2 separate regions of the Gossypium raimondii genome follow, and region 2 is linked to region 1. Evidence: chromatin contacts called from public Hi-C data. All regions are on one chromosome and are shown on one strand. Each heading gives the region's core, a stretch centred on a gene start, on an enhancer-like site or on the middle of the called end of the contact. The rest is flanking DNA. Distances are from core to core; before and after follow the strand shown. Region 1 holds the start of LOC105788074 (patellin-3). Region 2 holds the start of LOC105788079 (photosystem I reaction center subunit N, chloroplastic).

Evidence for each region. A called contact is a pair of places that touch in the nucleus more often than the background predicts.
Region 2: a contact with region 1 is called in a Hi-C map of leaf, with 3 times the contacts expected there. The contact joins the promoter of LOC105788079 here to the promoter of LOC105788074 in region 1. A contact is called at or near these places in 2 of 2 Hi-C or Micro-C datasets (both in leaf).

What each region holds. Positions count from the first base shown.
Region 1 is chr11:21,357,765-21,363,981 of ASM2569854v1, reverse strand. It overlaps LOC105788074 (patellin-3), which reads right to left and starts at 2,432. Exons shown (of 4, transcript XM_012614779.2): 1 at 1,112-2,432; 2 at 888-1,012; 3 at 657-792; 4 at 1-480. The coding sequence starts at 2,311. The coding sequence ends at 220.
Region 2 is chr11:21,535,090-21,541,487 of ASM2569854v1, reverse strand. It overlaps LOC105788079 (photosystem I reaction center subunit N, chloroplastic), which reads left to right and starts at 1,366. Exons shown (of 3, transcript XM_012614785.2): 1 at 1,366-1,790; 2 at 1,893-2,018; 3 at 2,114-2,420. The coding sequence starts at 1,485. The coding sequence ends at 2,203. It overlaps LOC105788076 (probable polygalacturonase), which reads right to left. Exons shown (of 5, transcript XM_012614782.2): 2 at 4,943-5,063; 3 at 4,298-4,472; 4 at 3,871-3,941; 5 at 2,748-3,755. The coding sequence ends at 3,127.

The DNA of each region.
Region 1 (6,217 bases), core at 1,183-3,682:
GAGCACAAAAATAATATCCATGCACGTGCATCCGTGAGAATCCACGAAACCACCGTTTGAAATTTACTAGGACAAAAAAAGAAAGGAACATATTGTATGAACAAACCCCCAAAATTACATATAATAAACAACTTGGAAAATCGGAAGTAATGGCAAGACAACTAGAAAGATGGTTATATATGTGAATGCCTTGTGTGATATCCATTTCCTTGAATAAAACTAGTGAGATGTAGTAGGGTGGGACTTGAAGCGATAGAGGAGCTTCTTCTTTTTGGAGGAGGGATTGTGGATAGTGAGAACAACTTTGCCAGCCTCGCCAACCTTGAAATTGTCGCACACCACCGGTTCCTCGGTAGAGGCAGCAACCTTCCTAGCCTTTTGGATTATAACTGCATAGCTGTTTTCACCACTGGGTACGAATTCTGCACCATAGCTCACACCCCATCCAATAACTCTCACCTCCCATCTCACAAGGCATGCCTGCACCAACAATCTCATCCAAGTCTTAGCCAGCCAATACCAAAGAAAAAGGGTGCAAAGGATACCCCTATTAATTAATTAATTAATTAATTATACAACTAGTACTACCCGAAACCCCAAGCGTTGTACATTGGATCCCATTGACCGAACGAAGAGACCAAGGAAAAGCGATCTACCTCAGTAACTGGAAACTCTACTGTGTGTTTTGCCGCTAGTTTAACAGTTATCTCGGTAACAGTTTCGGTGGTGGCGAATTCACTGCCTTTGCTCAGTCCTCCATATTTGACCGGTACTTGTTCAGCAGTGATGTACCTAAATGTACAAAACATATTTGTTTCTTATATATAACGGAAACGTAGAACCATGGAAGGAGTACTGAAGAAACTCTACTTGATTTAGACAACAACCTGAAAAGGGTGTCCGCTGATTTGGAAGGGCCAGCAAAGACAAACTTGCTTTTAGTTCTTTGGGTCAAAAATGGATTTATCATCTTATTGACCGCAAGGTACCACCAAGGAACATTGATGAACACCTAAAAAACCAGCCAAAACGTCAATCATTCAGAACATAGGCAAGATCCAAGTTGCCTCCTGTTTGGTAAAAGAAAAACACTAAACATAGTAATCAATACCTGTCTGGCAACAAATTCTGGATAGTTGTCCTGGAGCAAATGAAGAGCCTGTTTGGTAGCTTGTCTAAGCTCCCACTTGGCTGGTCCTGGGGAATTCTTTAAGTCATTGACTTGAACAATAGTACAAATTCCACCGGGCCTAAAATCTAGTTTCCGAATACTCTTTTCCAGGAATTGGATTCTCCATCTGAGGAAATTTTGCCTCTTCTCTTCATCCGAAATTTTTTTCTGGTAAAGCTCCTTGTTTCGGAACTCCCCGTACACATTATAGCACACCGGATGTCCTTCCTTGTCAAAACCATGCATAAATATCACCTTACTCAAATCATCACCCAGATCTTGTTCAACCAGCTCATCAATCCCGAACTCCTTTCTCCAAAGAATAGTGTTTTTCAGCATCACAAACGCCTCTTTCACCTTGAAATCTCTGGCTCTTAGAAATTTGAGGAGAATGACATCGCTCCTTTCATCTGCAAGAAGCGGTACGCCCCATATGGATATCTCCTCGGGCGGCACCACCTTGTCCTCTACTTTACCACCTTTTCGTTCGTCTTCCGATTCCACATAAGCCTCTGCCTCTGCTGCAGGTTGAACTGAAGAAGAAGAGACTGAGACAATGCTCTCTTCAATGGCTTCTACAGTCTTGGCACCATCGTCTTCCACGGTGTCAGAGCCAGCAGCTGCAGTAGCAACCTTGTCTTCAATGACTTCCGTTTCAACCAGATTGATACTATCTTCCTTTACCGGTGCATCATTAGTTTCGGCTACTGTTTCTGGTTTTGGTGGGTCATCATCAATAACCGCTTCGTCCTTTGCCTCCTCTTTGGAGGATTCTTTCTCATCATCCTCTTTAGGCACTTCTGGTTGTTGCCCGCCAAACTCATGCTTGTTAAGCGCTTCTTGAACAAGTTGCTTAAGTTGTTGTAACGCTTTCTTTTCAATATCAAGAAGATCAACCACCCTTGTGCTCTCTTCCTTGAAAGAACCCGACTGAAGAACATTTTCCTGATCATCACACCTGTGTTTTGACAAATGCTCTTCCACTAAAGCCTTCTCGACCGGCTTCTGATTTACGGATTCTTCATCAGTTTCAGCTTGAGGTGGTTCTTTCACAACTGCTGCAGCAGGTGGTTGCTGTGGGACGTCAGGGGCAAGTACCACCTGGTCAACATAGGCAGGGTTCTTTGTTTGGTCAGCCATAGCTAACAATGATACCAATGGGAATACAAATGGGGAAAGTGGGTTTATTGGAGAGTTCAAAGGGTGGGCGGGGGGAGACAGTTTTTAAAGAGAGGAGTGGGGTTGGAGTTCGGAGGAAAACAAGCTGTGATAATCATCCATATAAGGGAGCCAGTTGGGATTAAGTCTAACTTAGGGGACCCACCACGTCTGTCTATCACCTGTTTTACGACCCAACGGGATTTAGCGTTACATTGATAGAAATGATGGATGGGCGCAGTTGAGGGTTTGGTTTAGGTGGAGTCTACCATTGGGCAGAAAATGAACCGTTGATGCGTTGGAAAATGGACACCTAGGATCCTCTGCATCTTTGTGTCTGTCATATTCTTCTGCGTAGCTGATCCAATGTGGGAGGTGTGACCTACTAATACAATCATTCACTTTTGAGATGGTATGAAATTGAAATATCTTTGAAAATAATATTTTCTTCACTAATTTAATGTTATTTTAACATTTTCATTTTAAACATGATATTTTGATATTTATTTGACAATAAATTATTTTAAAAGATACAAATAACATAATATGTCATTTCGAATATATTCTCATCAATGTTGACATACAAAATTGAATTTCATTTGTAATGTTTGCCTAGGTAATTTTAATTTCATCATTATTTAAATAAATTCAATTTTTTGTGAAAAATATATTCGATTTGATACTCGCTTATTTAAATAAATTCATGTATTGATTTTAATATCTTTATGTCAATAACAACACTTTGTCATTAATCAACTACATGTTAGTCTTAATGCATTATTGTTGTCCAAGCCCACAATAATACTCGACTAAAGACCTTTTAAGAATAATCATATTATTTTCATGACATTATTATAAAACAGTTTATTTATATACCTAGAAAAGAAATTGAAATAATAATGTCAATGCCTTATATTAATAAACGAGGTAAAACAAATATGTTATTATAATTATCTCATGATTGGTCTTTGGGTATACTCTAACAGTATATGCCTTCTCTGTTAAAGACTTAGAAAATTCTCTTAACATTAAATCGTCATCCAACCTAACAACTCCTAACGTCTCTGCGAATTTTATCAAATGCTCATGTAAATCACCATACTTGCCATTGAATTGCTTAAAATTAGGACTGGTGTAGTCCTTGGGGTCTAATTTGGTAGTTACCCTAGCAGGGTATGACAGTTTGAGATCAAATTCGGAGAAACTAAGGCTTTTGTTTTTTTTTTTTATTCTAACAACCTTTGAAGTTCTTTTTTGGTGACAAAACCCTGGGTTTTCAGTGGGTTGTGCCACCAAGGAGGATAATCCAAGTTGGGAGGTTGCGATGATATTTTTTTCCTATGGAAGCAGTCAAAGTGTGGGTGGCAGGTGTGTTGGTGTTTATGGTTTTGGTTATGCCAGTTGTCACAGGAAGCACAGGATTAGAAACATCGAATGTATTTTCTCCGTTTCCATTTTGGATAGGAGTGGCTCCAGTGGAAGAGTTTCCTACTGGCTACATGTGAGAAGGAATGTTGTTTGGAAAAGGTGTGAGTTGGGAGATAGTTTTCATCATCCTTTTTTTTTATTCTCCTCCAATATTTGCATCTTTTTCTCGTTTGACTCCATTATCTTCATCAAGTCTCGAATGTTGATAACTCTAGAATATAAAGTTATCTTTAACACTTTTTAACATATAAATTATGCAAATTCTTAGTAGTTGATAACACTTTTTATAATTTCTATTCATAATTATGTATAATAAGCAATACTATAAAAATGTGTTATTTTAACTAATTATTATGTTAAACGCATGGTTTTTAATCTTTTTGAGGGGGTAATTAGACTCAGTGGGAAAAGAAAGCAGAAGTTCGCATGTTAATGCAAATGCCGTAGCAATGCACAAGAAGAGTCGCAACATAGGACTAAAAGATTAGGCTTGGGAATGTACAGATTTGGATGTCCAATCTAGCTTTTTTGGACTTCAAAATTCATCTCAACCCAACTACGGAGTGGATCAACAAGCTTGGACAACCCAAAAGAGCCCAAATCGATCACTAGAAGAGAAGGAAGCTCAAACCATCCACCACATGCTCAAAACCCGACCAAGGACTTTTTCTTCAGCTACCTCAACCACATGCCTTGAATTTAGGAACTACCAAATCAGCTTTGTGGAGATCAAGGGGTCGACACCAACATGGAGAAAATCAAGGGGAAATTGATGCCAAAAATAGCAAGGGGTGTTAGGGACTCACTCGTATAAATAAAGGCAAGCATTTGAGATGAAATAGCACAAGCAAGAAGCTAAACCCTTACCGAAAATTGAGAGCAACAAGTAAGCAATAGCTTGATAGCATTTAGGTGAGAGTGATGCCTAGAAGATGAGGAGAACTATCGTGAGAAGCAAGCAAGAAAAAGTTGCGAAGAACCACTAAATTCGGTTGTTATCTCTTCTTATTGTGCACTAGCCATGGATAACCCCTCTCGGTATTCCATCTTCCTTTTCTCTTATTCATTATTTTGTTATTGTGTTGATGAACATGATTGCAACTTATCTTTGTCTTTTTAATTTAATGATTATGATTTAATTTTGTTTTTGCTAGAATAATTATGAAACTTTGACATGTGATTCTTGATTCTATGTTAAGAATGTCCTGTACAAATGTTTATTCATTCGTTCAAGTAGAATTAATATTAACACTTATAAATGCATGGCCAGCATTTGGCAGGTGAGAGTTTATTATTTAGTCTGAGAAGAGGTAATAGTTAATAGACAAAAGACAAAAGACTTGAATAGTGCATGTCATGTTGATACCGAGAGATGATTGTTGCATGCATAAACTATATGTAAGGCTCGAGAAGGTGATCTTAAGGTTAGTTTGACATAGATATATGCAAAGTAGCTAAGAGACATAAGGACTCCAAGAGAAGCCTATGATTTAAAAAGTTGGTTTAGTGAATTTTCAAATTGTCACGATTTATCGTAACATTTTATAACATAAATGCCAATGATCATTAGTCAAAGGGAAGTAATTGTTCTAGCATATTCATGTCAATATTGTTAAATCACGTGTTAGAGTTTTCTACTACTATTATCTTTTGTATTGTGTTTAAATTCATTTGTTTGCATACTTAGTATAACTAGTTACATTCTTATCTCACATTAATAATTTATTTTGTAACATACCAAGTTGTTAATAATTAATTTTGCAAATAATTTGTATATCTGATCTCTGTGGAGACGATAACTCATATACTTACTACTTATTACTTGTCACTATTATGTACACTTGCACATAATTTGACAATCGTTCAAAAACTGTATGAGGGAATTGGATTATTTGAACTTTAGAACCTTCCATAGTTTTCAATAAAAATTAAAGGAAAGATAAAAAAAAATATTAATAATATTTCACTAAATTTAATCTCTCTTTGCCAATGGAGTTGCCAAAATGTAAAGGGTTCTTTTATTAAGGTAAAAAGACATTACAATTTGGCAAAATGAGAAGTTGTGGAGAGATGGCAAAGAGGAAGATCAGAGCAAACTTTGGAGAAAAAGCGCGATGGCAGTCGATTGTAATGGACACGATAAGCGGTTGAGAAGAATAAGAGTTATAGTGGTTGTTTTGATTATAGAAAGCAAGTTTCAAAAAGGATTTTAGAGTGCTAAGTTTGATAAATGATCCAAAAGTCCCCAAATGAGACCTTTAAATGAGAATAAATGAAATCATGCCTGTAGTGTGACGACCCAATTTTCAATAGTGTTAGAAAGTTTGATTTTGGACTGAATTTATTGAATCAAAATAGTAAACAATTAAAATAAGGTAATTACATGTCAGGTATGGATCAGGAGATCAAATTATTTAGTGTTATTAAATCGAATCAGATAATAAAAATAGTACAGGGACT
Region 2 (6,398 bases), core at 117-2,616, 180 kb before region 1:
ATTTTGAAGACTATCAATGTGATCGAGTTTTCTTATTTGAAGAGATTTGATTTACAAAAAATATTACACTGATAAGACCTCTGCTGATTCATTCCATATTGAAGATTTTGTCGAGTTAAATTTAAAGAGTTAAATATTCATACTGTTTGTACTTTTCCAAGCCATTACATGATAATTTAAGAGAAGGCTTGTTATAGTTTTATGTATGAAATTAAAAGAGGGCTTATCTTGTTCATGTAACGAACTTATTTTAGTGCAAAATTGTTGTAAGTAAGATTTTGTTGTTGTTCAGTTTGCAATTAAGCTTTCAAGGGGAAAGTCTTAATGGGAGATTGATCTAGATTCTATATATGAGTGAGGTTGTAACTTGGTGAGTTATTTGAACTTAAATAATGTCTTGTACTAGGAGATTTATAGTGAATTACTCACTAAACAAGACTCGCAAACATAGGACATTTCCGAATTGCGTAACCAAATTTTTGTATCCATCTCTTATTTTTATACTGTTAGTTAGTAAGTCCAGTTGCAAATTGAACATGAATTTGGAAGGCAAAATTAACGAATTCTCAATTGGTGCTAGAGTTAGACACTTGAAGCACTAAGTGAACACTCTATTGTTGATTTACTATAAAGATGAAAGGTAAATCAATCTCAAAACCCTCGATGTTGGATGACATGAATTATGCCTACTAGATGGTAAGGATGAAGACATCTATCAAGTCAATGGATGAGAAAGTCCAACATTTGATTTTGATTCGTTGAGAACCTCCAACAATATATGTTGGTGGTGTGAAGAAATCAAAACCAAAAGTTATATGGATAGACTGGCAAGTGCGAATTTCAAAACTTGAATGCAATTTTTAATAGGGTTTATTCTCAAGAGTTTAGACATATTTCAAAGTGCATTACTTCTAAAATAGTTTGTTCTATCCTTGAGACTACATATGACTAGTCATGGGTATGGGTGAACTCCCGTTTGACCAATGGGCCTACTAGAATTCAAAACATAACATTTTAAAAGCTAGAGATATTGCGTAATTAATATGATTCTCCTGTTCACTTCCAGTCTCCATCCATGCTTGATGGCTGGGAATGCCATTGAAGTTAATAGTGAAATTTTATTATCTGCCCTCAGCTCCACTTGACGGGGAACCCCAATGTGGCATAGAGATGCAATGCTAAGCACAAATTTAGATTCCAATGTGGACCCAGTTTTCAAGCTTGTATTGCCATTTGCCACACAACTGTTGTACCAAAGATAAAATACCATGAACAGCAAAGTTTGCCAATAGGAGTGAGGCAATCTCAACCTTATCCACATTCCAACCACAAGCTTTTATCCAATTCATCATCTCCTCTTGCCACATGAGCACTCCTTATCAGATCTCCTCCATCACAAACAAATCTATTATACTACAAGGCTACTTTGAGAAAGCTAATTGAGCTCCATTTCCCTAGTAAACAGAGTTCTTTTTTTCACAGCAATGGCAGCCATGAACTCCAGTGTTTTGGCATGCAACTATGCTATCTCAGGCACTGGATCATCTGAGCTTAATGCCAAGCTTGCTTCAGCGCCATCAGTTGCTTCCCCAGTTATGTGCGGTGGTCACAAGTTGCCTGTGATCAGAGCCCAGCAGGCTAAATTTTCTGATTCCAAAGGATCAGGTGCCAGTGAAGGAAGAAGAGCTGCTATGCTCTACTTGGCAGCTGGCCTTTTCACCACAGCTGTTGCTTCTTCTGCAAATGCTGGGGTCATTGACGAGTACCTTGAAAAGAGCAAAGCTAACAAGGTGTGTTTCGCTATGAAATCTGAAAAAATATCAACCATCATGCTGCAAAGAAATTTTTGTATTTGCAGAACAACGTAAAAGATTAACCTGCTTTTGCTGCAGGAATTGAATGACAAGAAGAGGTTGGCAACAAGTGGAGCAAACTTTTCCAGAGCATACACTGTTCAATTTGGCACTTGCAAGTTCCCTGAGAACTTCACTGGCTGCCAGGATCTTGCAAAGCAAAAGGTTCAAAACCTAACATCTGCCTTTTTTTTGTCTTAGTTTCAAAGGTTCTGAAGACGATTTCATAGTGATATTCTTTTTCGGTTTGTTGAATGCAGAAAGTACCATTCATCTCTGATGATTTGGCCTTGGAATGTGAAGGGAAGGACAAATACAAGTGTGGTTCCAACGTTTTCTGGAAATGGTGATGCGATCCAAATGTATTTTTTCACTTAAACTATCCACTCTACCTCAACATGTATCTAATTTTCCCATTTTAGGAGACTTTCCTATCCATTTGTTTTGTTAGCTTTCCCTATGGTTCTGTTATATTTCTCTTATAAATGGTTGATGGGATTGTTAAACTCCACGGCAATGTTAAAAAGTTAAATCACATATTATATGCTCCATTGGAGTGTTTGACTATCATTGAACCTCAGAAACCATTCAACCGATCTAAACAGCAGCACTGCTGACTCAGCAAAATACACAGAACGTTCTTACTATATTATGTTAAACAGAGTAATGACGTAAAAATTAGTTAAAAGTTTGATGAATCTATGTTTTTCAGTTTAAAATGCAAGATGATATGCTTATTTCATATATTTTGCTTTGATGCCTGTGGTAATGGCATGACCTCAACTTAGAGATGATCTTACCATTGCTCCCTCAGCTGGATATACAAGCACTGTTAATTATCTGATCTGGCTGCATCTTCAAAGGATCAACCCAAACAATATGTAGGACAAGTAATGAGATGAGTGACAACAGCAATAATATTAATAATAATATTCCTTTATAAAAATAAAATGAATTCTGTGTTCTTTTTACATGTGATATTTGGTTGTCATTGGTTGAATGAACCCAGAGCATGCCATCAATCCAGTTAACACCAGACTATCCTGTCCACTGCCCAAGCAAGTCTAACTGCTCTACGAATCATATATTTTGACAATATTGCAGGAGGCTAACTCAGCCAGTAGCCCTTCTAGTCTGCAGGCTTTTCAAAACCCAACTTCATATCTCCCTCACATGGAGAATAGAGGAAGAATCGCATGACCAACTGAAGTTCGGACTTATTAAGTTAGTGAAATGATTCACTTGAAACTTCAATATATTTCAAACTTAAAGCCTATATGCAACATGCTGAGGAGCCATTGTTCTGCAACTGGGGACATGGCAATGGAAACACAGCATTGGTACAACCTGAAACAAACTCACAATGCCATGCTGCAGTTGGGGCAAGTCCAAGTAGTGTAACATTCTTGAAGCATAGCCCTTCAAATGACCCACCCTTGATACCAGCGAGTATGGGGGCTTTTGTTGAATTCAAACTCATAATATTACTAATGAAAATCCCCTTTATTTTAGGAATAGCTTTAGGATCCCATCCATAGTCAGGGTGATCATTGGCGCCTCTACTGAACATAATGGGTATTTTGACTCGTTCCATTGTTATGTTTTTTATGGTGATATTTGCAATGTATCCTCCTCTACCCTTGTCAGTTTTTATACGAACCCCAGCTGCTGAATTCCAAATATTCATATCTTCAATAATTACATTAGAAATCCCTCCAGACATCTCACTACCAATGCCAACACCAGAACAAGTTGGTGTAGTGCCTGAGATTCTCCTTACTATTATGTTTGAGCTTGGTCGTGCCACTCTGATGCCATACTGGTCCCATCCACTTTTCACTGCTACAAGATCATCTCCACTCTCAATATAGCAGTCTTCAATACATACATTGGTACTTGAGTCTGCAGAAATTTAAATGAGAATTTCAGAAAATGTCTCAACTATTAGGCTTAGGTTGTTATATTCTAGAAGCAATATAGAATAAAATACATAAGATGGAGAATGACACCAACATACCGGGGTCTATTCCGTCTGTATTTGGGGCATTAAGGGGAGCCAATATTGTCATGCCCTTAATAACGACATTGCTGAAGGAAAAAAAGTAGAAAACTAATGTTAATCTTCCAGAGAAATGTTAAATTTTTAAGATAAAGAAAACAGCAATGTGACACAAAACAAAACCTCAAGTTAATTTTAGTATCTTCCATAGGTAATGTTCAGGCGAAAAAAATATTAGAGGATTCATTAGTTGAGCTATCAAGATCTTAGTCCTTTATAAAAGTACCAAGACATGCATCTTATCTTCAAAAGGTGCAAAAGAAGTTCACAGTTCTTTTGACCTTAATAAATAGTCATGCTCCGAAAAAAACACACACCAGCAAAACAAAATAAATGGATAAACAAATGAAAGAAAACAAGCTACTGCATGCTAGAGAGGTCAAACCTGCAGTAAATAGGATGAATGGTCCAAAATGGTGAATTCCGGAAGGTTAGGTTAGAGATAAGAATGTTATGAGAGTTCATTAGCTCTACGAGGTGGCCTCTTGTGTGTGTTAGCCTTCTGTTCTGCCATAAATCCCACCACATCCCACCTTGACCATCAATTGTCCCGTTCTGTCCTACAACATTAAAACTCTTCGTCACACATACTTGATCAATCTTTAGAGAAGGTAGAAATGCTTCACAGACAAGTTAGTAATGGATGACAATGGCAGCTAGCTGCTCTGTGGAACTAAAGACATCTAGCTGTTTCACTGCTTTTAAATAAACCCAACTACTAGTTAAAATCAGGTAGAAATAGCTTATCAAAGTGTCAATTTAGATGCTTTTTAAAATTCTACCCAGCAAGCATGGGAAAGCATTCATTTTGTTATAATCCATGAGCCCTAGTCAAGTCAATTAAATCTAATTTGAGAAAAGCAAAATGTAACACATGGCTGGCTGCCATTATAACTTTTGATTTATGCATACATGTGTGCGTGCATGTGTGTGCAAGTTAAAGCAACTCTTCTTCCCAATTTCATTATTAATCATCAAAGTACCATAACTATGTCTCCAAATATGTTATTTAAAAAATTGATAAAATTACCTGTAATGACTACATTGGTAAGGCCATCTCCATGAATAAGGCTTATGTGTCTTCCTCCCAGTCTCTCTCTCCCTCTACCATAAGAAGGCAATGGTTCTACAACAGGCCATTCCTTTGGATCCTATTACTCATAAACAAAATATTAAAAGATCAGCAGACTTCAGCAACTAATTTAAATAAATAAAGAAATGCATTAACAGTTTCCAGGTGACCAAAATAATTAGACAGCAATTGTTTGCCTATTTTAGTAAACAACTTGAAAGGTTCTGGTTGTTACGTTGTTGCACTAGAATGTTGCGATACTATGTGAAACAGTCTACTTCTAACAGAAATACTAGAATACCAAAGATGTTTACGCAATTCAATAATAACTTACATTTGCAAAGATTTGCCCGGAGATAAATTCACTAAATGAGTCACAGTACAAGCGCTAATTTAAGCTCAACCAATCTAAGGATTTTTGGCAGCCTTAATCTCATACACTCGATGAATTCCGTCAGAAAACCAAGTCTTCTAAGTGAGAACAAATTAATGTTCCAAAACAAATTTGTTTTGCCCTCAAAGAACAATTTTGTGTTCCTTCAATACACCAAACATAAGGGATGAACGCTCTTTTTATAGTTTCCTGGTACAGCTAATGTGATAATGCCATTCTACGTGATTCAAAAGGATAAAGTCAGCTGACAATAGTTCCCAAAATTCACAGTACTAATACCTTTTATCACCACGGTCAATCTCCTCAATTTTACAAGGAATATCGATCCCCTATTTACACCAGATTCCCTATATCTAGTTTCAATTTTTACAAACAAATCACCTAAATTTGTTGCTTTAAATTTGAACTGAAATGAGAACAAAATATGCTTTTTTTTTGGGGGGGGGGGTCCTTTAGTTAAAGTTGCACATCGACACCACCCAACTCTGTTTCTCTTCTAAAGAAAAAAGGCTATGAGAAACAATAAATTCAAAGCATGACATACACAAAGTGAGAAAACCTAGCTATGTTTCTAAATTCTATTTGAACTTTGCACCCACTTTCTATTCATAAAGTTGCTCTTTCTTTCACCTATCACAAGGTTCTTTTAATCCCTATTTTTCGCCTGAAAAGGGAAAGAATTCTTTGAGAAAAGCTAAGTACTGAGAGTAACCACCAAGGTTCGAGGGTTGTGTGGTAAGAAGCTCAATGTTCCTTAAGCAAAATCTTGAATTTGGGTAAGAAAAATGAAGAAACATCTTGAATTTGGGTAAAAAAAATGAAGAAACAATTCATGCAGGATAAACGAAGTAACCCACTCTATTTTCCCTTCTACAACATAAACTACGAAATAAAATTATATTTGACACACATTAATCGTCCAACTTAATTCTTCAAATTCAAATGCAAAACCAAAAAAATTAAACGACTTGAAACGGACAAACAAACAGAGATGATAAAGCATGAAGCAATGCATTTAAA